Linked DNA regions of Mus musculus: all the other regions are linked to region 1. Evidence: chromatin contacts called from public Micro-C and promoter capture Hi-C data. All regions are on one chromosome and are shown on one strand. The core of a region is the stretch at or near the end of the contact, and the rest is flanking DNA. Distances in the headings are between cores, read along the strand shown. Region 1 holds the start of Nrn1 (neuritin 1). Region 2 holds the start of Pitx1 (paired-like homeodomain transcription factor 1). Region 3 holds the start of Neurog1 (neurogenin 1).

Evidence for each region. Promoter capture Hi-C pulls out the DNA fragments that hold promoters and counts their contacts. A called contact is a pair of places that touch in the nucleus more often than the background predicts.
Region 2: a Micro-C map of embryonic stem cells shows a contact between it and region 1, with 24 times the contacts expected there. The contact joins the promoter of Pitx1 here to the promoter of Nrn1 in region 1. A contact is called at or near these places in 1 of 39 promoter capture datasets (second pharyngeal arch cranial neural crest) and 4 of 484 Hi-C or Micro-C datasets (all in embryonic stem cells).
Region 3: a promoter capture Hi-C map of embryonic stem cells shows a contact between it and region 1. The contact joins the promoter of Neurog1 here to the promoter of Nrn1 in region 1.

What each region holds. Positions count from the first base shown.
Region 1 is chr13:36,733,033-36,736,754 of GRCm38.p6, forward strand. Nrn1 (neuritin 1) reads right to left here and starts at 1,445. Exons shown (of 3, transcript NM_153529.2): 1 at 1,204-1,445. The coding sequence starts at 1,258.
Region 2 is chr13:55,829,232-55,832,840 of GRCm38.p6, forward strand. It overlaps Pitx1 (paired-like homeodomain transcription factor 1), which reads right to left and starts at 2,194. Exons shown (of 3, transcript NM_011097.2): 1 at 1,541-2,194. The coding sequence starts at 1,709.
Region 3 is chr13:56,250,635-56,254,477 of GRCm38.p6, forward strand. It overlaps Neurog1 (neurogenin 1), which reads right to left and starts at 1,546. Exons shown (of 1, transcript NM_010896.3): 1 at 1-1,546. The coding sequence starts at 1,298. The coding sequence ends at 564.

The DNA of each region.
Region 1 (3,722 bases), core at 195-2,694:
AAAACAATAAACAAATAAACAACCAAAAAAATCCCCCAAACAAATTCTCAAGAATATGGCAAATGCATATGGACCCCATAGAAAGAATCAGTTTTAATGCTCCGAAAGCCCCAATTTCTCTATATTTCTTATGAAGAAAAAATGTTAAGTATTTCTTCTCTTGTCCCACACAAATTCCCTGACGCACCCCTGAAATGCTGCAAGGATTTGTCTGTAAAGAACGCTCCAGCCTGGCACGAACAGTTTTCTCCATCTGCAGAATAACCACTGGGAGACTTTCTATTTTTTTCCTTTTGTCCATTCTATTAATAAGCTGCTTTAATTTCCCTTTTCAGTTACATTAATTAATGTTTCCATCCAGTATCACATAAGCGGATTCACTAGTACTTAAAACATTTGCATTTTGGATGGAAAAATATAAACTTTAAAAAAGCCTCCCAACAGTGTAGCTGAGACTCACATTCCTTAACATGAAATGGGGGGGGGGGCTAAATAAATCCATCCAATAAACCGCCACAAACAAAAATTACAAACCCACGAAAAGACAAAATGCGAACACGTTAAACCACTTTCCTGTATAAAAATAATAGAGATGCTAATCTGCCAAAAATCACAGACACACATGACCCTGAAAAAGTATATCAGTGAATATTTGGTTGATTTATCCTTCTCGGAGTAGTCTGCGGTGCCCGGAGCAAACGCTGCAGCTAAGATCTAGGGGGAGGGGCGGAGGAAGGACAAAGTTCTAAATGCTGCAGTTTGAGGGCAGCCTTAGAATATCTTTGCTTTCTGCATATAAACTTTTCAGCCCTAGCTACCTAGGCATCTTATTCCTCCCTTTACCTTTTGACCCCTCAAGATAGTATCTTGCAGTATAACAGGGGACAAATGCTACGAGCGCTCAGATCCTGTTTTAACCCCAAAGAGGGAGGAAAAAAATGGATGTGCGCTTTGGAGAAAAGGGAGAACCCCCCTTGGAAAACAGCCGGTCACACACACACACTTCCCTGCAAAAGAAATCACTTTCTTTAGGAAAACCAAACCAGAACTCCTTCCAGAGTCCCCAAGAGCTAATGCCCCGACTCAGGGAGTCTGCAGGGTTTTCTGCAACCAGCGGCAGACCCTGGCCAGCAAGTCCCCTTAGGCGCCTCTGGGGTAGGCAATCTCCGGTCGCCTACCAAGCCGTACCGGGCGGCCACTTACCTATTTGCACCGCGAGGATCAGTGAAATATATCTGCCGTTCAACTTAAGTCCCATCCTACGTTTAGTCAAACCATTTGCGACCGCAGACCTTTAAATAGTTAGTTTAGAGAACGCGGGGGAAAGCTGAAAAATAGGCATTGCCAACAAGTTCCGGGAGCGACAGAGACTTTATGCACTGGGAAGGCAGAGGGAGGAGAGAAAGAGAGGGAGCGAGGAAGAGACAGAAAGAGAGTGAGAGAGTGAGAGGCTGGGGGGGGGGGGGGAGAGCTGGGAATGGTTCACTCCATTAGGAGGGGGCGGAGGAAGTACAGCCTCACGCCCACGAGCAGGCCTGACGTGGGGGATGACACGGATTGATTTTTTTTTTTTTTTATAATATAGACACCTTGGTAGAGAATCACCATTTATAGTCATAAGACTCTGGAATTAATCAGATATCTCCAATTAATGTGCGATCTCAACGAAATCTCGCCTCTCTGTAGTGACTGATTTTCATCCCAGTGGCCACCCCCGCCTCCTCGTTCCAGGGGCCCCCAGCCCCGCCCCCTCCCTGCGCAGAATCGGGGCTCCCTCTCCTCTCCCCGCCCCGGAGACGGGGAGTCCTGGTGCGCCCACTCGATTGTTCAACCTGCTCCCTCCTTCACTGGCGCCACAACGAACCCAGACACTTCCAACCCTGCAGAGAGGTTTGGGGAGCTTTGGGCCCAGGGAGGACAGAGGGGAGAGACTCCTCCGGTCCGAATCACCCTTCTCTCGCCCTCAGTGGGGTGCAGACCCCCTCACTTGCCTACCCTAGTTTTCTCTCCAGCCCCACAGTTGAGCTCTAGGCGCAGCCTAGAGCGCGTGAGCACATAACCCGGCCCCCCAGCACACGCACACACTCACAAAAGCGCACGCCCGGGAGCGCCCCCGAGCTCGCCCGCACACTCCGCACGCGAGCGCGCGTACACACCCAGGCCCCGGGGGTTCGTTCGGCTCGCATGGGGGCCCCCAGAAATAGACTCTGCGTGCCCTCTTGTGAATGTCACTATTCGCGACGCTCACCCACCGAGGGGCATCTATACCAGGCATAGAGACACCTATTTTAGGGGGTTGGAAAGGCTGTCGGGCAAGAAGCCTAGGCTAGGGTAAATTTCGGTTTCTTGTGGTTTACAAACTCTTCGCGCTTTAGGAAATTTCCAAGGCAAGCTCTGGTGTACAACTCCTTTCTGGGGCCTCCTGAAGTCATCTGTAGGGTCACACTGACATGTTGATACACGCACCCACGTCCATCACGTACACACCCAGACCCACACACACCTGCGCTCTTTATTTTATTTTTTGATGATCCAGCACTGACTGCAGTAAAGAAATATCTCTTCAGCTGCGTTCGTGCAAGGTCCTGTAGTGGATCGTGTAAGATGGAAAAATAATCAGGGCTACTTCTTAAATGAAATTAAGTTTTGATTTTTTTTCTCCTTTTCTGCAATGCACCACACCCTCTTTCCCAGTCTGAATTCTAGCGTCTTTAATCAAATGTTGATGGCCGCATTGGCTAACTGTATTACTTGAGCCAATGAAGAGATATGCGAAAGGAGAAAAATAAAAGAGCCTTCATATTTTATAAGACTGCAGGGCGACCGCGTAAGGCTAGGTTAGTGGCAGAAATGAAAGGGGATTAGGGAGACCGGGCTTCCGTTTAATTTGCCTTTCGAAGCCCCTGCACTGGGAGCCCACACAGTCAGCCATCTGTGCACACAGACGGAGAAAGGGAGAAAAGGGTGCAAAACTGGGGTCAGGTGACGGGCGGTGGAGGGACTGAGTAGGACCGCGAGGGTCTTGAGGCAACTAGAAGCTGAAAAGCGCGCACCGAGGGGACCCAAGCTTGCAGCCCTGCAGAACTGCAGAACCAGGGCAAGCTGCCACGGCTGTAGGGGCGGAGCCACGTCCCTGCCCCTGGTGATGTCAGTGGTGGGTGGGCGGGGTAGCGGGGGCGCGCTTTCCCGGTGTCCAGGGGCCCAGTGGCGGGGCCAGGAGTTTCCTGCCCCAGTGTTCAGAGGCTCCCAGAAAAGCAGAAAAGGTGGGCGGGAAGGAGGCGGGGCGAGAAGGGTGGCGAGTGGGGGGGGGGGCGTCCCTCGGACCCTCCCCCAATGCTCTCCAATGGTAGAGAAGGGGCTGGCAAGGGGCGGGACCTCAAGGTTGGAAGCTCTTCCCCCATACTCCCTTGTCCCTTCAGGGTTCCACGCACAGGGCCACCGGTTTCCCCATCTTCCACCCACGTCCGTGGCTCTGAGCCGAGTCCTCCTGTCTCCGCTCCAAAGTCTCAGAGCCTGAGTACCCGGGAATTTACATTTCGTACCCTCAACGTCCTTGCCTTCTCCCGCTCACGCATCGGGACCTTCTAGAACATTTTCAGTGGGTGCCATGGGATCTTCCCTACTACATCCCTTCTCACTTAAAACCAGAGGCTTCAGGTGTGAGGAAGCTGCATTGAAAAACTAAATGGAGCTGAGTGAATCGTGCGCTCAAGGCGTCTGCA
Region 2 (3,609 bases), core at 944-3,443, about 19 Mb after region 1:
ACACAGTAGTCAATAGCATTCAAACATAACGCAAAGGAACTACAAACCAAAACGGAGCCCTAGAAAAGCTCAGAGCTCTCTCCCTAGAAACAGAAAGGTGCACAAACCCTCAGAGCCAGGGAGGCAGAACCGGAGCAAATGTAGATCAAGAAGTCAAAACCGTTCCTGTGAACACACCCCTAAACTAAACACACAGCCAAATGTGTATAAACTCCAGTCAGATGGCCATTTCTCTGGGAAAAAGAATCTATGCATCACTGCAGGTAAATTTTAGATTCCCTCACACAAACACTGGGAGAGATACTTTCCAAACCCTAGATAAATACATTACAGCGAGATGATTTAAATTCACAAAATAAAACTGCTACGAATGGATTTTGATGGGGGGGGGGGGAATCTCAAAGAAATGCGCCATTTTGAATTGACTTTTAAAAAATCTCTCCAAGTAACTTGTGGCATGTAGGTTCTTTTAAATTTCAGAGAAATACTCCTAGTGAATTGTGTCAAAGGAAGCATACAGTTAAAATTGTTAATTTATCCCTGTAGATTTGATTTGAAAATCAATCTCTACAGGTTTTTTTTTTTTAAGCAAACACCACGCTTAAAACTTCTAAAAACAAAAGTACACTCAGAGCTTTGTTTTCTAACCAAGCAAACAGAGGTTGGAAAAAAGTCACTTAGAGATGCAAAACAGAAACAAATACCGATTAAATAAACGTGGAAGAGATGCCCAGGGCCCGGGATGGCTGTCCCAGGCAGCCTGGAGATCTGTGACTATTTGGGGTTGGGACCCCCCTCCCGTGCACAGCCGCTCCAAGACAGGACAGGCCTGGAAACGGACATGGCCGAAGCCACCCAATCTCGGGCCCAGCTCAAGAGATCGGGGTTGTTTTGTTTTGTTTTGTTTTTTAAAAGACAACTGGGGGATTTGTGGAGTCGAGAACCCACCCTGGCTGGACCCCTGGTGGCTCTGGGCTGAGGTGTCCACGTGGGCCAGGATCCCCGCTGCAGCAGGGTTCTGCCGGCTCTGCCGGGAGTCAGGCCGCGCCTCCTAGCTGGCTGGCTCTCGCTGTCCCCAGAGCTCGAGCTCGGCTTTACGGACCCCTCTCTTCTAGCCTGCTCTGTGACCCCACCTCTTCTTTTAGGATTCTTTCCTCCATCTGTCAAGGTGTCTCTTTGGGCACTTTGTCTGGCCACCCCTTCTACTCCCTGCACATCTGCTTCTCGCCCTGAGCCCCAGCGACTCCTCAGCAACCAGTTAGGGAAAACTCAACTTTTTTCTCCCGCGTGCTATCTGCTCCTGCTCCAGAGGGGCTGCCAGTCCCACTCAGGGCTTGGCGTGTGGGGGACTGTTTGGAAGTGACTTCGCGTGTGCGTGCGAACGCGCGTGTAAATTTCCGTGTTCATCGTCAGGTTAAGACCAGGGAGGAAAAAGAAAGCTCCTCGCTGCAGAGACGCAGAGGGGACCCGGCTGCGTGCCAAGCCGCCCGGTGTGCGCGGAGGCTGGATGCCCGCCGCGGGTTGGGGGAGCCGCGTTTACCTGGCAGATCAGCGTCGGACGATTCGCTGGCGGAGTTCTCCAGCGGCTCCCGGGGGTCGGCGGCGCGGGCCAGGTGGAAGCTGGGCCCCATGTCGTGCGGTGGTGGTGGCGGTGGCCGCAGCCCCTCCGGTAGCCTCTCCAGGCTCATGCCTCCCTTGAAGGCGTCCATGGAGGTGGGGACCGCAACGGGCGCTCCAGGGGCCGGGGCTGGGAGCTCCCGGCCGCCCAGGCTGCGACCTGTTGGGGACAAGAGAGTGGCGCCTAAGCGGCTGCCCCCCAGGGCTGCCCGCGCCCACAGCGACGCCGTTCGAGCTCCATCGACCTCTCCAGGCTGCGGGACCGGGTTCGGGGCTCGGGGCTCCGCCACGCGCTCCTGCTGCTCCGGCCTCAGCTGCCCGGCCGGCCCGGGCCCCAGTCCCGATTCGAGGCCGGTTTCTAAGGCTCGGGTCGGAGCCCGCAGAGTCTGTCTGAAAACGACAGTGCGCGCAGCCAGGTTCCAGCAGTCCCTGCGCCAGGGGTGGTGGGTGGGGTGGGCCTCGGTGGGAGGGGGCTGGGAGAGAAGGAGGGAGGGCGCGAGCGAGTGAGCAAGCGAGCGAGGGAGCGGGCGCGGGCGGAATCCAGCCTCGAGCCGCCCGCGCCGCGCCCTCCCCGCCGTCCTCCCTCCCTCCCTCTCTCCCTCCCTCCCTCCTGGCCTCGCCCGCGCCCTCCCCGTCGCAGCCACCTTCCCGCCGCCTCACCTCCCCCCCTCTCCCGCGGCCTCACCGCGCCTCTCCCTCCTTCCCCGGTGACACACGAATTTCTCCCTTGGCCGCACAAAAGAAACGCATCTGGCCAGCTAGCCCCGGGCGGCTGGTGCACACCTTGGGGGCCCCAAGTGACTTGTTTCGCTGAGAGTCAACTCCTGTCTGGGCCACCTCAAGTCCCCAGCCACGGGAGAGAACAACTTAGAATGAGTGAAGGTTCGCTGAGCAGGATCGCTCTGAGCCGGCGCCTCCGAGCCAGCGCCAGGGCAGTCAGTGGCAGAGCCGGGGGGCCGGTTCCCGGTTGCTGCAGCTCCCAGCGGTGGTGTCGTCCTCGAGGGGCAGACGGGCCCCTCCTACCTCAGTCGCTTCTCCCAGGAACTCGGGGCCGGCTGAGTGACAGCAGCCTGCGAGCTCTAATGGGCCCCGGATGCTGTCTTCTAATTAGTTTGGACCCTCTCCCCTAAGGCTGCTCTCATGGCCTTCCTCTCTGCACCGCAGTCAATTTTCCGGAATTGGGGTAGAGATGACGGCTTCTAATCAGACGAAACGTTTCTGTTGGCTCTAGGCCATGGCGAGTGGGACTGGAGACCCCAAGAGCCCCACCAGGCCCGTGGCCTTTCCACATCCCCCTTTGTTTTGCACCTACAATGATCAGGTCTTTGGCAGCCACCAGGTAGGCCTTGCCAGCCTCTGCCCTCCTTTAGGGTAACTTTGCTCCAGTGTGGGGCCTACTTTCTGAATTCTCAGGGCTTCAGCAGAGGCCTGGTAGGCCAGGTGACTGATGTCTCACAACCCTGGGCTGGGAGCTTAGGAAGCCTTTGGGTTTTCTCCCGATACACTGCTAGGAAACTGTAGCTCCAGAGCTCCCCCCTCCCCAAGCAAAGACTTTACCCTCTAGGCTCACAAGAGTGGTCCCCTCCTTAGCTCCTCACGCTCCAATGAAGTTTGTCCAAGGATTTTATCCAACAATTGTTAACTGGCCCAGGGACTTCAGCTTCTTGAGTAAACAGGTCACAACTGAGGTGGCCCTGACCTGCCTCTGTAGCCACGGAGGACCCCTAGGCTGTCTCTGGGCCTCACCTGCAGACCTCTCCCCTGAACCAGCCACTGATGGGGTAGACTAGGGCTTAGGAAAGAAGCACTTCTCTGTTCTCCAGTGTCCAGAGCCCAGGACATCATCTTCTCCTGTAGTCATTTCTTGGGTTGGCTCTACAGGTATGTTAGTGGTGGGGACTGCAAGGCTCTGCCTTTGGTCCTTCTCCTACCTTCTCTACCACCAGAGGGAAGTAGCTGGGCCCTGGATGGGTGCCTTGTGAGAATTGTGGG
Region 3 (3,843 bases), core at 296-2,795, about 20 Mb after region 1:
GTGCCTGAATAGCTATGCTAGCACTCAGGTTCTTCCTGGAGCAAGCCCACAGTGGCGGGGGTCGGGATCCATAATGCATGAAGCCCACTCCTTGTGGCTCCTTTTTAAGCCTTGCCATTGTATTGTCAGCCGGCTCAAACCGAATTTTCATGCTCGTTTTTCTTCATTAGAGTTCTACAAATTGTAAAATTGACTTTTCACCTCGTCTTCAGGGGCTCATCTGTCCCTTTTCCAAACCACACTGAAGTGGTGGCTGGGGTCAGTTCTGAGCCAGTCACAAAGAAGGTTTTGTGAAGTTCAGAAAGTGCAACAAAAACGAAAGGCCGTCTGGGGGCGGGCGGGGGGGGGGGGAGGCCGTGCTGGGGGTGGAGAAATAGACCGAGGGCAGCTTCAGCGAGGGTGCAGCAACCTAACAAGTGGTCAGGTATTCCCCCTCCCCCCTTTAAAGCTCCCAGAATTCACTTGGGGGTAAGTGTGGCCCCCGGAGGCTTCAGCCAGTTCCCCATCTATTATTGCTCTTAGACTGGGGGAGGAAGAAAGTATTGATGTTGCCTTACAAAGGCCTAGTGGTATGGGATGAAACAGGGCGTCGTGTGGAGCAGGTCTTTGGGCAGGCCAGGAAAGGAGAAAAGGGGATCGCCCGGGCCATAGGTGAAGTCTTCTGAAGCCGAGGGACTACTGGGGTCAGAGAGTGGTGATGCCACAGTGGCGCAGGGGGAGGCAGCGGCCCCGGAACCCCAGGACTCAGTGTCGCTGGCCGGGCTCGGGGGCCCGGGCAGACAGGGGACACACTGCGGAGGCAGGAGGCGCTCCCGGGCACTGCCCCCGGGGAGCCCTTGATCTGCCAGGCGCAGTGTCTCAGCCAGGGCCCAGATGTAGTTGTAGGCGAAGCGCAGCGTCTCAATCTTGGTGAGCTTGGTGTCGTCGGGGAACGAGGGCAGCACGCTGCGCAAGGCGTCCAGCGCAGCGTTGAGGTTGTGCATGCGGTTGCGCTCGCGATCGTTGGCTTTGACGCGACGACTCCTCCGCAGGGAGTGCAGCAGAGCCTCGGACCGCACCCGAGCGCGACCTCGCCGCCTCCGCCGTTCCTGCTCTTCGTCCTGGGCACCGGGAACATTCGATGCCCCGGAGAGGGCGGGAGCGCTCCTCCGGGCTGGCACGGACAGCCCCGAGGTGGAGGCTAGGGGCTGTAGCCTGGCACAGTCCTCCTCGTCGGTGAGGAAGCTGGACAGGTCGCTGCTGCTGTTGCTGCTGGAGCAGTCGAGATCAGAGATGCAGGTCTCCAAAGGGGCAGGCATCTTGCAGTGTGCAGGACCGACAGACGGACAGGAGGTTTGGAGGTCGGCCTTCGAAGCGCACTTACTGTCCGTACGACCCGGGGCTAGCCTGTGCCTGCTGCAGGCGCGAGGGCCGGGAAGATCGCAGGGGCTCAGGGAGTGAATGGGCTTGGCCCTCCTCGCCTCGCCTGCAGGGGCCACGCGCCGGGCTGGTCTCCTGAGTGATGTCGCCGGCGATCAGATCAGCTCCTGTGAGCACCAAGTGTGGCACACGACCGGCCTCAGGACCCCTTAAGTACGGCGCGCAACAATGGGCGCCCCCTCCCTGGCCACCTCCGCCCCCGAGGCGGCGCGGGTGAATGGCGAGAGGCGGCAGGTCAGCCCCGTGCGGCGCCTGCTATTTGCATAATTTATGCTCGCGGGAGGCCGCCCCCGCCCAGCCCCCCTCCTGGAGCGTGCCCGTAATTACCGCCGGCCAATCGGTGGCCCGGCCTGCTCCGGGAGCCGGATCAAGCGAGGGAGGCCGGGGCGTCTCTGGCCGGGAAACCCGGGCGAAGGCGGGGGCCGGGGGCGATTAGCGGCGGGCCGAGGCACACTCCTCCCAGGGGCGCGCGGGTGTCCCTCGCTGGGGTGGATGGGGAGGAGGAGCCCTGGCAGAAAGTGTGAGCTCTGTGGCGGGTGATGGAGAGCTGGGGCTGAGGCTGGAGGCTGGGTTCGCATCCCTTTGCCTGCTACTGAGTTCGCATCCCTTTGCCTGCTACTGATTGACTATTCGCATCTAAACAGACAGGACCAGTAAACAGTTACACGTCTTGAGGAGGGATAGATGTCCCTGCTCCGCCAAGGTTAATGAAGAAGACAGCAAGAGAAAGATCTAAAGATCCAATGAGTTCCCAGACTGAGCTGGGGCTTGACCCCACTCTGCCCCTGCCCGCGTACCCCTCCTCAAAGACTCACGAGGTAATATGGGGGTGTGCAGACCCCCTCTTCTCCTGAAATCTTGCTCTCTCCATTTCCAAGCATCCTCTTGTGCCGCACGTTTTGGAATGGTGCCAGCCTCAGGGGCTCACCCCAGTGCCAGCTGGCTAAGGGACTTAGCTTCTGGCCAGGAGAGAGATGTCCCACAGAAGGCAGCAAGCACACAGTGGAATTCCGTCCCCATCCCTTCTGCCAATTTGCCTATAAACTTGCCTAGTCCAGAGAAATGTCCTCATTCTGTGGGTCGAGTCATTTTCCTGTTTGCCGGACAGCAATAGAGGCTCAGGCAGCCTCTCAAATGCACCTGAGAGGAGTTATTTATTAAGGAGCAAACCTGGATCGTGGAGTCAGGTATTAAAAACAAAAGGAACACCCTAGAGGCGCCCCCCCCCCCTTTCCATGATATCTGAGTGGTGGCCTCAGGCCCAGTGCAATGCCTAGCCTGCTGTCTTCAAAGGGGCTCTGTCCAGGACACCTGCGCCTTGGTAGAGAAAGCACAGCCTCTTTGCCTATGCCTAGCTCTTGCCCCGTGGCTCCTTCCCTCTGTAGCAGCTCTTGGGCAGAAAGCTAGGACACAGTTACAGATTAGGGCTTGAGGAGGTTTGTAAAAAGTGGCAGGAAATGGCTGTAATCAGATTATGCAAGAAAAAGTAATTGTTGACAGATCCTTGGGCATCCCAGGAGCCCAAGGGCTGCTGGGAGTTGTGCAATGGTAGCTCTGCCTCTTTCTGTCCCTGTGACAGCTTCTGGTGGTCCCAGAATACCGGCACCAGTCTGACCTTGTGACAATTCCAGGCCCTGTATTTATTTCTTTGGGCTTCCTTAAAATTACCACACCACAGTGGGTGCATTAAATTTACAGAAGATCGCTCTTCTGAGGCTCAGAAGGCCAGAAGCTCAAAACCAAGATGCCAAGGGGCTTCATCCTTTTCAATTTCTTGTGGCTCCTGGATGTCCTGGCCACTAATTCATAACTGAAGCATCCCGCTCTGCCTCCTGCCTTCGTGGGTCCTACCCTGTTTTGACTCTGTGTCTTCTTCAGGAGAGCTGCATGACTGTGCACTACTGAATCCAAGATGGCTCTAGGCTCTCACTTTTATCGCATCCCCCAGAACTGTTGTTCTAGCTATGGTTACATTCTGAGGCCATGGGGGTCCAACCACTGAACCCGTGATGGCCCCATTTCTAAGTCGGGCCAGCACCCTTGGAATAGTATCCATGAGGATTTTAGCTACCCACCTCTTGCAGTACCAGAGCGTGAGAATTCACTCCCGGCTCTGACAATTAGACCAGGCAATTTAAAGTTCATTCCGTCAAACTGAACACTGACTCTGAGCTGGTGACATTTTAAAGGTCACTTGAATCATGGTGACAAGCTGGAAGAGCCATTCATTGGTCACTGGTAAAAGAGGTGGCCAGGAGGTGGTGGATGTCCAGCCAGTCTGCTGAGTGGAGCTACTGGGCTCCATTTGCCAGGTGTGTGTCTGTGGCTTAGCAAGGGAAGCAGGTCCATGCTGCCGAAGCTTAGAGACTTGCACTTACTTCATGTGGAGGTTGGTGGCTTGCTCTGGGCTGGCTGTCTATTAAG